2 separate regions of the Zea mays genome follow, and region 2 is linked to region 1. A link is a contact called in public Hi-C data. All regions are on one chromosome and are shown on one strand. Each heading gives the region's core, a stretch centred on a gene start, on an enhancer-like site or on the middle of the called end of the contact. The rest is flanking DNA. Distances are from core to core; before and after follow the strand shown. Region 1 holds the start of LOC103631417 (dihydrolipoyl dehydrogenase 1, mitochondrial). Region 2 holds the start of LOC100191527.

Region 1 (7,335 bases), core at 3,124-5,623:
TTGCAAGAAAGAACTTGTGTATTTCCTCTTCTTATCTAAGCTCACTTGCTTTAATCTTCATAGATATTTTAGTTGTGTTGCTTTTTGTTAATTTCGCATTCTTTAAAAAGCAATACTCTTGGCAAGCAAAGGACTTAGTTTTATACTCCGATATTTTTTTATCTTGTTCTAACCGCAAATCAAGGGATCAAGTCTGGGTTTAAAGTTATATTTTTAGGTTTCGCATATTCGCCTGGCGACTTTCAGATACCCCATCACCACTGGGTCGGCAAACTCTTGGGGTTCGATTTTTCTATGGAGTATAGGTCAGGCGCAAAAAACACCATCGTCGACGCCCTCTCCCGCCGCGACACCATCGATGGCGAGTTGCTGGCAATCTCGGCACCCCTCTTCGACATCATCGCGCGCCTACGGCACGCCCAGGCCACTGATCTAACCCTAGTCGCCATCCATGATGAGGTCCACGCCGGCACACACACACGACGCCGTGGGCAATGGTCGACGACATGGTCACCTACAACGGACGCCTGTACATACTGCCTGCAGCACCACTCATGCAGGAGATCCTAACGGTCGTCCACAACAACGGACACGAGGGCGTCCACCGCACGCTACACCGCCTCCACCGCGACATCCATTTTCCAAACATGCGTTGACTGATGCAGGACTTCATGCGCGCATGCACGACTTGTCAGAGGTACAAGTTGGAACACTTGCACCCGGCCGGCTTGCTGCAACCGTTGCCGGTGCTCGCCATCGTCTGGGCAGACATCGGCATGGACTTCGTGGAGGCGATGTCCCGGGTACATGGGAAGATGGTCATCCTCTCCGTCGTCGACTACTTCAGCATGTACTGCCACTTCATCCCGTTGGCGCACCCGTACACCGCTGAGTTCGTGGCGCAAGCATTCTTCACCGACATCGTTCATCTCCACGGCATTCCGCAGTCCATCGTGTCCGATCGCGACCCTATGTTCACATCGGCATTCTGGCGCGAGCTCATGCACCTCATGGGCACAAAGCTGCACATGTCCTCTGCCTTCCATCCCTAGACGAATGACCAGACGGAAGCTGCTAACCGCGTCATCGTCATGTACCTGCCCTGCTTCACAGGCGATCGTCCACGACAGTGGCTTCGCTGGCTGTCGTGGGCTAAGTACGTCTACAGTACAACCTACCGATCATCATTACACGAGACGTCGTTCTGGGTGGTCTACGGTCGCGATCCGCCCTCCATTCGTTCCTACGAATTCGGTGAGACTCGGGTAGCAACGGTGGCCAGGGAAATGGGAGATCGCGATGCCTTCCTCGTCGATGTCCATTATTGACTAGAACAGGCGAAGGCGGTGCTTGTAACACCCTAAATTTGAGGGTATAAAATTTCTTTTCTAATATTCACCAAATTCAGATGTTACCCTCTCCTTTACCTGTTTTCCTCTCTTTTTTCTAAATAATGAAGAGTTATTTTATTATATATATATATATATATATAAGTTTTTTGCATAGTAAAATAAAATCCTAGATAAGTTTCGATTGTTGCATTCATGCCGTTGCATAGTGTTTATGAGTGCAAAATATTATCATAATAGGTTAAAATTGGAGAAAAGAAAACGATCTAGTATCACAAAACAGGTAGATATTGCTGGAATCCATCCCAGGCGCCCGTATTCGGCCTTCGTCTTTAGTTATCTCAAAACGGGGCACCAAACCACTCCTATCTGTAAATCATAAATCAGTCTTGCTTAATCAATGCACGATGGGGACAAGTCTAGATTTAACAACAGAGTATGCCACCAAGGAGTTATTCACTCCGTTCATAAATATATGACACTGTTGACTTTAAAAAACAATGACCACTCGTCTTATTTAAAAAATAATAAGTTATTATTTCTTTGATTTATTTTATCACTTAAGTTAGATTGTGTTTGACTTAAAATTTTATATTTTTTAATAAATATTTGAATAAGACGAGTGGTAAAAATTTTCGAAAAAAAATCAACGTGTCATATATTTATGAACGGATATAGTACTCAGCATATATCATTCTAACAAAGAAAACATTTCGACATAACATGCTGCCAACTCCGCTAAACACTTGGCCAGAAGTTTGAGCACATCACCACATCCTGTATTTTATTTTATTTTTTCCCTTCCAGAGACTAGGGTAACCAAAAGGCTCAGACATGACAACTGAAGATTCAAGAGGAACGATGCGGAAAAGGTCAAAAGATAACCTGAACCTTCCACATTCTAAGATAAGTGATTCCTAGGTTGCAAGAAGGCGGCTCATACCATGGTTAGAAGCTCAGAATGGAACCCAAGATCAGAAGCTCAGAATGGAACCGTGTTATTTACAAGAGACGCCTTGATTCGTTCAGGTTAAAAAAAAAGATGCCTTTGGATCTACTAATTGGACATCGTAATCGGGATCAGGACTGAGCCAACAGCAACAACACCAGGCAAGGGTTCTGAGCAGCCTTTACTTGTCGAAATGACCGCAGGTGAACAGGCTTTCCCAACAACCTTCTGTTCTTCACAATCACAAGTCATCTCAAGATCTCCTGATGCACTGTGCGCCAAGGTACTTTTACAGTTTTACCTCCTTGTTGATGCCCCTCAGGTGCTGCTTTTGACGAGGCGCTGGCAACAGTTTCTGGTTGTGGTTTTTCAGTTGGGGCGACCTCAACCTTCTTCCAGCATCGTTGTTGGCCATCTGAAGCAGACTTCTGGTTTGGAGGAGCCTTGGGATGGTATTCTCGAGTTAGAGATGGTGTAGCCTTCACAATATCCTTGTTTTTCTTGCCACGAGCCTGGGTTCCACAGCGATAACATTCTTTCTTTCTGTTTCTGGTGGAAGCTAAGCTAGCCAGGTACCCAAAGTCTTGCCATGAAGCCCGGTTCTTCTCCCGGTTGAGATTCTGTATCTTCTAAAGTCAGACTGTATGTCTCGGTGATGAACTGATGATTTTGTCCATCACTACACTGTCAGATTTTGACAGCACATGCCCTGCGCAGCTTAAACTTCTGGAGCTGTCTGCTCCCTTGCTTCCTTCTCATGCAGCATGAAGCTACCAAGCACACATCCGTCTACTCTGGTATATTTGAGGAGTTCGAGCATAGTTGTTCCAGGAGTGTAGTGTATCTGCAAGTGCATGTATAGAACAGTGTCAGGGTGCAGGATGAGATCGCAAGATAAACAGCATATCAAGGTTTAACGTTGTCAAAGGTGCAACAGAAAAATACTAGCAAATGGATAAAACCTACTGGCTATTGCTATGCCAACTTCATCCAAAAAAATTTGCTAGTAAGGTAGTACCTCAGATTTCGCGCCTCCTGCGAGAAATTGTCGTTGAACCGCTCGATTTCGCGCCCGCAGTTGCCCTCGTATACCTTCTACGTGTCCTTCTCTTCTTCTCAAACCGGTAGCCGAGGCCGGATCCGAACGTGGCGGCGGAGTTCTGTACGACGTTATCTATGGTGTTCGCATTGCTAGCTCCTGCGGCTAGGGGGGGGGGGGGGGGGGGGGGGGGGGGGTCCACGGCCTCGGGTTATATACTCTGGGTTAAGAATCAATTGGCGAAGAATCCGGGAGGGGCTCTTGCGTTCGGTGGTGACATTCTCGGCCACGGAGTTCGTCACAGTTCCGTTAAGGGCTTGTTCGGTTATTTTCAATCCATATGGGATTGATACGGATTGAGGGAGATTTTGACTTACTAGGGATTGGAACCCCCTCAATCTATATGGATTGGGGTATAACCGAACAAGCCCTAAAGGAGATGACTCCGACAAGGAGGACCCACGGCCAGTGAGACAGCACGCGCTAGCTGCTATTGGGCTACGCAGGAGACTAGCGAGTGGGACCCGCCCGTCGGCGCAAAGCCCAGCCAGGCGGAGGTGGTGTGGGCTGGCAACCAGGTTACTGGGCCGAGGCCAGCAGATTCCGGCCCAAGCACAGGCAGGAGCTTCCTTCCTTTTTTTTTCTTTTTCCTGTTTTCTTATGTTTTCTATTTTCCAAATTCACTTGTAAGTATATTTTTAGATTTTCAAACTCAAATTAGATGCACAATCAACAACAAAACTCTAGCATGCAAATGCAAAAGTATATTTGTTTATTCATTTTCTTATTATAATATTCCTTTATCTATGCAAATATTTGGAATATGCAACAATATATTTTAAGAAAAAAATTTATAATCTATCATCTCTATTATGAGATGATTTATCATACTATATATATATATATATATATATATATATATATATATATATATATATATGAAAAGGTTTCTAAACACATCTTTTACAAGGGCACTAGCACTATTTCCCTTATAAATAGATATTTGTATGCTAGCATTTTGGTGAACATTCCTATATGTATATGGTTTCCATTAATTCATATACAGACATTTTTTGTAATCTTTTATGAGGAAACACTTTTACTTAGATCTTGGAAGAATGCTTTTAATAAATCTCTAAAATAGAATTTTGGGTGCTACAAGTAGTATTTCCCCTGAGTTCCTCGTTGCGGCTAGAAGACTTAAATTTGTGTTGCTTAATTAATAATGCTGACCCATGTACTTTAAAATTTTAGGCTCTTCTCCATTCGTCACACATGTACCACGAGGCAAAGAGTTCTTTTGCGCACCATGGTGTGAAGCTTTCCAATCTAGAAATAGACCTGCCTGCCATGATGTCGCAGAAAGACAAGGCTGTTGCTGGTCTTACAAAGGGTATTGAAGGCCTGTTTAAGAAGAACAAAGTTGAATACGTGAGAGGAAGCTTGGCTCCCCTTCTGAGGTAGCTGTGAACTTGCTGGATGTGAAATCGATAGCTCCCTGGAGTTCATATAGACGAGAAAAAGATTGTATCATCTACTGCTGCTCTTGCTCTTAAAGAAATACCAAAGAAGTTGGTGGTTGTTGGAGCTGGATACATAGGCTTAGAGATGGGCTCTGTTTGGAACAGGCTAGGGTCTGAGGTTACTGTTGTGGAATTTGCTCCTGGCGTTGTCCCATCAATGGATGGAGAGATTCGGAAGCAGTTCCAGCGTATGTTGGAGAAGCAAAAAATGAAGTTCATGCTCAAGCAAAAAAGATTCTTTGTTGTTCTTTTTGTCAGGAAACTGTGAATTGCGTCATTTGCTGTGGAATATAGTTATTACATTGTTAAAGTCACATGCTTCCTTGCATTTTTCCCCCCTACCTCCCTGGCAATGTGTGAAAACTGCAGCTTGTTTCTTTCTTCTGTCATTCTGTGCTGCTGCTGCATCACATCGATTTGTAGAAACCTGGTGTGCGCTGTACACCTTAGACTAATTTCTGTTGATACTACCTTAGAGAAGGATAACATATCCTCTTTTGCAGTGGGCTTATGCTATTCGTCCCCTTCGCTTTTTTATTCAAACTAGAATGAGAAAGCGGCCTATCGAGCGCTAAACCGTTCGTGCATATAGAAAATACACTTAAAACCATTTGACTTTAAAACCATTTGACTTTGGAGAAAGATCTTACCTCAAGAAGATAGGCATAATGAGAACTATGGAGTGGCAATTTGTAAAATCAATATTCTCTCATAAACCGCACAGGTATAGTTTAAGGTTCTGAGGCTCTCTTCCATATCAACATAAAAGCTCCACAATTTGAAAGATTTGTGCACTTTCATTTGAACAGGCCCATCCTCCTCAGTAGCAATTGCATCAATCATAATGTTAGTATGAGTGTTCTAGTATAAAATACACAGGAAAATTAAAAAATAACATATATCTAATAGAATATATTATACCCCGCCTCTTAACCTCAAGAGAGGGCTCGGGTGTTGCTTGCTTCATCAGTTCAATAGCCTCGTAAAAATTGTTGTGTTGCAGCTCCTTCTCTGCCCACTCGCACCAAATATTGGGCAAAATGGTCATCTGGATTATAATTCACTTGTGTAGCCGGTTCAAAAATATCTTCAGCACTATCTAGATGATTGTGTTTCTCATACATCTAGGGGTGGTAATGGATCGTGATCCAAATGTTTCTTCGCATTTTCTTAGAGTTCTAAATTAATTTTAGTTTAAGAATGAATAAAAATAGAGCCCGATCCTAACCCAATCCTTAAATTTTAGTGTAAAATTTAGAGACCATTACCAACCCTACATACATCTTTGCAAATTAATTTCACCCACAAAGACTCAATTGTCTTCATTGGGTCTACTATTTTCACAACTTCAACATATGTCGCTAACTGCCTTGTAGGATCCTTTTCAAAGAGTTTCACCCTCCTATACATATTGTTGCATTGTTAGCAAATCTATCAAACCAGAACAAAAGGAAATAGAAATATGCATTAGTAGCACACTACATGTTTGCATCTCACAACGTAATTTGCTAAAGGGGATCTGAGCCACTTGCATTCAACAAAGAATCAGTAATTTTCCCAGCTATAGAAAATTTGTGCAAACACTTAAAACCACATGTTCATGTCTTCAAATATTCAATTAACTAATAGCACTCTTTGTTTGGGATTATTGTTCACTTTAGCGTTGTCTCAAACAAAAAATCTCTAAATTTGACAAAGTACTACAATATCAAAGTACCACTATCCATGTCTCGGTAGTGCATATATTTAAATTGTACCACTACGTCCAAATAGATGCACTAATCAGCTACTTAACAGAACATTGAGCCTCCCAAAAAGAGTTACATATGGGAATTGAACTAACTGTGTGTCAGAGTTTAGGTTCCACAAATTCAAAAGAAACATAATACTATGCCACTGAAATGACTTAAGCACACTACCCTACCTGGGGATCCCTCACAGCCCTTTGTAGACACCTAAAAGTTTCAATGTTATGCACACAAACATCTAGGTCAGAGTTTGCCAAATATGAGATGTCCTCCAGGTTATATCGAAAACCAAGGTTAAGCACTGCATCAGTATTCTAGGTTTGAGCTCCTGAAGAGATAATTCAGAAAACATCAGCTAGTACTTTTACTCGAATTCAAATTCTAACAAACAAAGACAGAGTGTGGCAATGTATACTTTATTTATTCTCCAAAGCAAATTGGGTTGTGATGTGCTTTTAGGACATGTCTTGGATGTCAAATATATCATGGAGTCTGACATGGAGTCTGGACATCGTCACTGATCTATTGTTTGCCCAGTATCAAGTTTTTACCATGTCAGGATCATAAGCTCTCCTATTAAATTACGTAAAAACTGATCAGTAAATCATTTGCATATATGCTCTGACTCACCACAATATATCTCTCGTAGTACATACAGTGCGAAATGTGGCAATGTATACCTAAAAAATTTTCTAGGCGTGTTGGGCTGTGACGTGCTTTTGGGATA
Region 2 (6,940 bases), core at 1,884-4,383, 150 kb before region 1:
AATGCTGGAAAGCGCGTTGGAGACAGCACACGCATGGTGGCTTGTGTTTTTGCTTATAAGATAATAAAGGAATAATGACCATAATATCGCTTGAACATGCATTCCATGTGTGCCCGACTGAGCTGCATCATCATATTCCAAAGGTTCGGTGCTTTCATACCCCATTGAAACTGCTTTCTCGCAGAACAGAAACAAAATTACAAAAGACCAAGTGGCCATGTGCAGGCGCACTTGGGCGTTGAGTGTACTGTGTGAGTATGACCATGCGGTAAGTTGGTGCCAGCGTTGAGTGTGACTGAGGCCCGGTTTGTTTCATTGCTAAATTATATAAGTCAGATTATAATAAAAGGGTAGAAATATAAAATATCACTTTAGAATCATAAATAAGCTGAAATAAGCTACCTAATACTAGCTTATTTCAACTTATTTATGGTCACAAAGTGATATTTTATTCTCCAATCTAGGAGGGAAACAAACACACCCTGAAGAGTAGAGTACACCAGAAGTACGTCCATTGTACTATAGTGGCACTAATTACTGAAAACTAAGGGTCTGTTTGGAAGTAGAGTATTTTCTCTGTTTTTAGCAGTGGCGTATCTAAAGGGTGGGCCCCAACGCACCCTCTGATTTTGATCTGCTACAGTATATAGGTGGTTTTGATTTTTTTTCCTCATGTTGTAGTACTTAAAATGCAAACTCATTTATTTATTTTGATTTGCATAAGATTGGACCATCCTAACTTTAAATCCTAGGTTCGTCAATGGTTTTAGAGAATACTGTAGTATTTAAGATATTGTGGTATTTTTTTAATACAGTGTTTGCTAGACTCTTCAAAAAACTCTGTTTTCAAAACTGCAGTTTTGACTATGCTGTAAAACTTAGCTCGAGACCAAAGTTCTCCATATAGTGGTAAAAAAAATTGTGGGAATGTCTTGGTATTTCAAAACTTTAGTATTCTAAAACTGTAGTAGTTTTCAAACACTTTATTTCCAAATAGAGCCTAATCGGTACTAAATACTAGTTAGTGGTTGCAACTGCACAGGATCAAATAATGGAGTACTCTGTGGGAGATGCATACTTGCAGGCAGGCAGGCTGCTTACTTGCATTGAATGGGAGGTGCCAAGAAATGATTGCACTTGCGCACAAAGGAAACGAGAGATTGATGAGAAGCCGCACGAGCTAGCCAACAAGCGCTGAGTTGGCGCCGGCGTGCTCCTCGCCCAACACGAAAACGTTGTTGACTGACTTAATGGCTGAGCACCCGACCGACGGCATCTCTAGTGTGATAGAGATACCGGACACGGCCAACCTGGACTACGACGACCAAACACCAAGCGTTAGGTATATGGCATCCACGTTCATACACGGAGCGTTAGGAGGGTTGTGTAATCAGGTCAGCAGGGACCCGGGCGTGGAGGCGCTGAACAAGATGCACGACGACGGCGGCAGGCCGCGCAACTTGCGCCTGGCGAGCGAGAGAACACGAGGCTCCAACGCTCCTCCAGCACCGCGGTGACGGGCCGGGCCTCCGTCAATTGGCAAGTGGCAACCAGAATCCAAAACGTGGCATGCCAACCCATGCTTGCCAGTGCCAGGCTCCTGACACACGGGCACGTCGGGCAGGGGGCAGATACTGGCGGGCGCGCTGTGCGCGTCGTGTGCTCGGCTCCGCCGATCCAAATCCATTAAGTATATTCTACGGCGCGGCATGACACCACCCCATCCCGTCGGCGGCGTCCAGCTCCGGCCGGGCGCGCTAACCACCTCGACCTCGCGTCGCACCCGTTTGCCGCTGCCCGCTGCCATGGTGTTTGGCTGTTTGTTCCGGGAGCGCCACGCTGACTGATATGATTCTACGAAATATTCTTTCTGACTACAAGGCACGCTACGCTGGATTGTTCCAGTACTACTGCTACACTATCACAGGAAGAGAGCCATTGTTTCTCCATAATAGTAGTAATAATAATAAAATAAATCTACCGACAACATTTGCTCTCGATATTCTATACACCACCTTCAAATTCTTGTTGCACTCCAGACATTCTTGATTCTTCTCTGAAAAAATATGTGTGTTTGAGCATTTCGATTTCAAGCACGTGGGCTGTGCAAGCAGACGCAGCTCAGCGACACCTACACGCGGGCACACAAATCACAGGCGATATTTGCTCGTCCTGGCCGCCTGGGCCTCGGCGCCGTGCGCACTGATGCCCGCCGCGCAACCTGCTAATCCAGCGCTAATGGCGCGGCCAATCGCAACGGCAAACGATGTCTCGGATGGCTCTGCGCCTGGGGCTGTGCTATGCGCGCGTCGCCGGGAAGGAAGCCGGCCGAACAGCGCTGCGAATTCGTCATTAATCGAGGAAGAGCAAGGAAGGAAGGGGGGATGCACGGATGGATGGAACCATGGAATCGAATCGAGAGGGAGGGGGATTTGAACTACTAGCTAGCTAGGTAGAGGCATGGACTCACAGATGAAGTCGAGGATGACGCGTCCGTCGGAGAGCCGCCCCGTGGGGTGGTGGAAGTAGGCCCTGCCCTCCGGCGGCGCGATGCGGATCCCCATGACCGCCGCCACGCCGCCCGTGTCGCTGTTGGAGTCGCCGAAGTTGAAGAGCACGACCCCGTCACCCTTCTTCTTCCTCCTCCTCCTCCTCCTCTGCGCCTGCTCATCCTCCCCCGTTTCTACCTCCACGGCGGGCACGGGCACAGGGACGGCCGCGGCTGCTGGGGCCGAGCGCACGACGCCGCCTCCGCTGGTACGGGCGGTGGTCGCCGGGACGGCTGGCCCCGGCATGTAGCGCAGCGTGGCCAGCACCACCGCCGCTGCCACCGCGCCCATCACGATGTAGTACTGTACCCGGAGCGGGCCCATCCGCTTCAGCGACCCGCCGCCGCCACTCGCCGCGCTCGCCATGGCCGCCGCCCTGGCTCTCTGCGTGCTGCGCTGTGGCGCCGCTCGCTAGCCCCCGCCAGCCAGCCGCTCAGGCTGTGTCCCCTGACCTGACCTCTGTAGCTGCAGTTTAAAATCGACTGCTGTGTGCTCCTCAGAGACGGACGGACGGACGGCCAACTAAAGCGTGTGGGGGGTTTTCTGCTCTGCTTGTTTATTTCGACCAAATTTTCGATGCACTGACTCCTCGCGAAAACATCAAGCGTATATGTAGCTTCGTCTCTCCGCGTCCGCGGCTGGGTGGCGCGAGGCTTTGGTGAGCATAAGAAAAGGATGGGCAGATGGAAACATCGCTTTGTACCAAACAAACATGTGGGGGGAACAAAGTAGTGAGAGAGTTGGTGAGGGCCTTTTTTATATAATTTGCCGCAAATATAATCCATTGCTTAGCTTTTTCTCGAAAGAAAAAGGTGACGTATATTGTTAAGCAGCCCCTAGGTAATAATCATTCATTGGTGCGGTGCAGCCACAGTTAGAGGAACTCCAATAGTTACGTAAGCTACTCCCTCGTGTTCCGAATCTAATTAAGGTCCCGTTTAGCATGGCTCCGGCTTCTCTAAAAATGACTCTGGCTTTACTTTCTCTTAAAAACAACTTTTTTATAAAAATCAGTGTATTTTAACAAATTATTTGGCAAAACGGCTTTTCTCGACGTGAGATGAGAGAATGCTCCTCTCTATAAAAATAGCTCCGGCTCCTCGATGCTTTTTGTTGAGATCCTTCAAGAGCTGGAGCCGGTTTGAGAGCCCTCCCAAACAGGCTCTAAGTCCACATTTTATAATAGATTAGTATGCTGGTGGTTTCTATTTCCACCTTACCGGTTATATATTAGCTATATATATACTTGATTAGTACTAGCGTACAAATACATTATATTTTTTCTGCATGGCAACATCTGTTTTTACCTTTTCTGATTTGAAGTGTGTTACATGATGAATTAAGAAATGCAGTAGCACCGACCTATCTCCTCGTGCTACCAATTTATATAACTTTTCTCAGATACGGATCGTCGTCAACGCCCCCGTTTAGTTTGAGGGACTAAATATTAGTACCTTAATTTTGGTTCTATTTATTCTCTAAATTGTCTAACGATGGAACTAAAACAGGGGTTGAACTGTTTTAGTCTTTAATTCCTCGACAAATAATTAAAAGAGACTAAATCATATTAATATCACATTTTTGTCCTTATTTTTTCAATTGCGGGAGAATTGTAAGGGATATTTTGGTTTTTCTATGATTCATTGGACTAAACTTTAGTCCTTTGCACTAAATAAACCAAACATGCCCTAAAAAGTTTGCGAGACGTTGCCCTAAAATTCAGTATCACATCATAGCCATCAGTACGGTTTTATTTTTGTGCTTGAAAATGAAGCACAGTCAGCTAGACTTTGCGATGAAAAGGCGCTTTACCAACTCGGTGGTTGTCACGCACCAATGCCATGGACATGGACGACGACGCGACGAAATTCTGGCCAAGCTATAGCTAGCTAGCTAGTGGCGTGTTTGGTGGCACGTTGGTCTCGGTAGCTTCCTTTGGGATGCTGCAACAGCGCAGATGGAACGACCGGCCGTCCCAGCCCGGCGAGAGGGAGGAGGACGCGACCCGCCGCAACGGCGACGCCGCAGCTGCCGGCAGGTCCGACGAGCGAGCAAAATATCCATCCACAGCACTACGTCCGTTTCATTTTAGTTGTCGCTGAGCGATAACTAAAAATAAACGAAAGGAGTATATATTTATTCTACCTAACCTCCTCTGCTCGTCTCAAGATCAATTTCTTGCATGCGACGCACTACATGCAAAATCGATCGACAGGGGCTCGCGCGCGGTGCAGCTGTTTTGTTTATTCCATGCATGGCAATGCAAGCGTCAAACTATATTGAAACCGGAAGAAATCAGAGGAGATACGGTGTGTTCTAGCTGCACACACGTCTTTGCTCTCAGCAGTGGCGGAAGAACAATGATGGTTTAGTGTGACATCAGTCATACCTTACTTTTAAAAACTCTTATATCTTCCACTATAACCACAAAACAAGACGCAATGTGGTGGATGTGTTACCTCGATTCTAGCAGCAGGACTTGAGTTCGATTTAGATTTTGAATTCTTGCAAATTTCATTTTTCAGCCATACCATATTTTTTCTTTGCCCTTCGCTACTGGCTCCTAGCGTACAATGTCTGACTGTTAAGGGCTTGATAGAACCATCTCTAACATGATGCGGTTTGAGGAGACAAAGTTAATTTCCAGTAGCTTCGTTGTAACTCTTCCTCGAACTAAATGATAATCAATCTCGATATGTTTCATGCGTGCACGAAAGACTAGATTAGCATAGAAATGCTTAGCCCCTATGTTACCACACACCACAACTTTGCTCCTCTAGGCGCATGAACTCTAATTTCCTGCATCACTATTTGTATCCACATCACCTCTACAGTAGCATTGACTTTAACCTTACATTCTATTTATGTGTTTGATCTCGAGCCTCGACATAGTCACTTGTTTCTTGGCACACCATGATATAAGAAACGGTCTTAGGAAGACCATAGAACCACCAGTAGACCTTCTGTCATCTGAGCATCTGACTCAATCAGCATGTGAAATGGCCCTATCCAACATTGGCTTGGACCTACTTAACATGACGCCAGCAACAGCTGAATGTTTGATATATCTTATAATATACTTGGCGGCAGTCCAGTGGTTTATAGTATGAGCATGAAGATATTAATAGATCTTATTCACCACAAAGAAAATGTTTGGTCATGTCAATGTGAGGTTTTGTAAAGCTCCAACGATACTACTGCACTAAAAAGCATAATTAGAGCCAAAGTACAGGGTCAAGATGACAAGCTAGAGGGGATGAATAGTCCTTTGTGAATCTTAAATATGTCGGGTAACTGAAATAAATATGGAATTAAACTACTCGGTTATCCAAGACTATAACCCTCTATCTATGTTCTCAAGCACTTTAAACGATTCTAGTTTAGCAACTAAGGTGTCAAGCTAGGTAGATCTCACTTATACAGGTCTAGTTAACATGGTCACACAAGACTATGCAACTAGTACTCAAATAAATGGAGAGCTCTTACAGTGAGCAAAGTTCACAAAGCCTAAGCGTACATTAGGATTACTCAACTAGTAAAGTTACACAAGCTAAACTGGAGAGCGAAACAAAAGTTAGCTATGCAAGTCAAGCAAAGTTGTTAAGCTATGCAAGCTTACTAGCACAAGAGCAACTTCTTTACTACACAAGTAAACTAGTTACAAGAACAACACTAAACATGAGCACAAGTATGAACAAGTGATACAAGCTAGTGTTAGGGATTTACAAACTAATGGAAAGACAAATATTGTCACGATGATTTTTGTCTCGAGGTTCGGCGGTTTACCAACCACTTACTCCCTATTGTGACAAGCCCAATGGTAATCGTCAATCCTAATGCTAGTGGTGACCCATGAATCATCCTCTCCCATGTGGAGTGCTTGCACAAAAGTTCTAGTACTTGATCTGACTAGACCACTTGTTGCTCTTCACACCTCACTCTACTAGTGTTTTTCTTCGTGTCTCCCGTAGGGTGAGCATAGTACCTCTCACAAAGCCTTCTCTAGAGACATGCATAACTTCGTGTGGGCCTCTATACAACCACAACCTCTTAGCCAACTAGAAGGTGGCAACATTCAAGAGTAATGAGCACCACAGGCTTGCAACTCGACCACCTAGTGCCACTCAATCCAATGCACTAGAAATTGATGTGATCTTTATCAATCGTATGTGAGTGGAGGCCCTAAGATAAGCATAAAAGTTGAGCAACACAGTCTCGAGGTATTCTCTTATTACTAACAACTGGCCACCCCTCTATTTATAAAGGAAAGGGTTCAACTAGCCATTTTCAAAAAGCAGGTAGCCACGAGGGCATCAAACATGTCAGTGCACTAGTGGTAGCCACACCGAATATGTTCGGTGTCTTTCTAAGGAATACTTCTCCACCTGCTA

What was found. A called contact is a pair of places that touch in the nucleus more often than the background predicts.
Region 2: a Hi-C map of tassel shows a contact between it and region 1, with 2.7 times the contacts expected there. The contact joins the promoter of LOC100191527 here to the promoter of LOC103631417 in region 1. A contact is called at or near these places in 2 of 25 Hi-C or Micro-C datasets (ear and tassel).

What each region holds. Positions count from the first base shown.
Region 1 is chr6:136,069,315-136,076,649 of Zm-B73-REFERENCE-NAM-5.0, reverse strand. It overlaps LOC103631417 (dihydrolipoyl dehydrogenase 1, mitochondrial), which reads left to right and starts at 4,373. Exons shown (of 4, transcript XM_020540099.1): 1 at 4,373-4,381; 2 at 4,592-4,775; 3 at 4,778-4,830; 4 at 4,832-5,128. The coding sequence starts at 4,373. The coding sequence ends at 5,128.
Region 2 is chr6:136,214,362-136,221,301 of Zm-B73-REFERENCE-NAM-5.0, reverse strand. LOC100191527 reads right to left here and starts at 3,133. Exons shown (of 5, transcript NM_001406549.1): 1 at 2,471-3,133. The coding sequence starts at 2,915.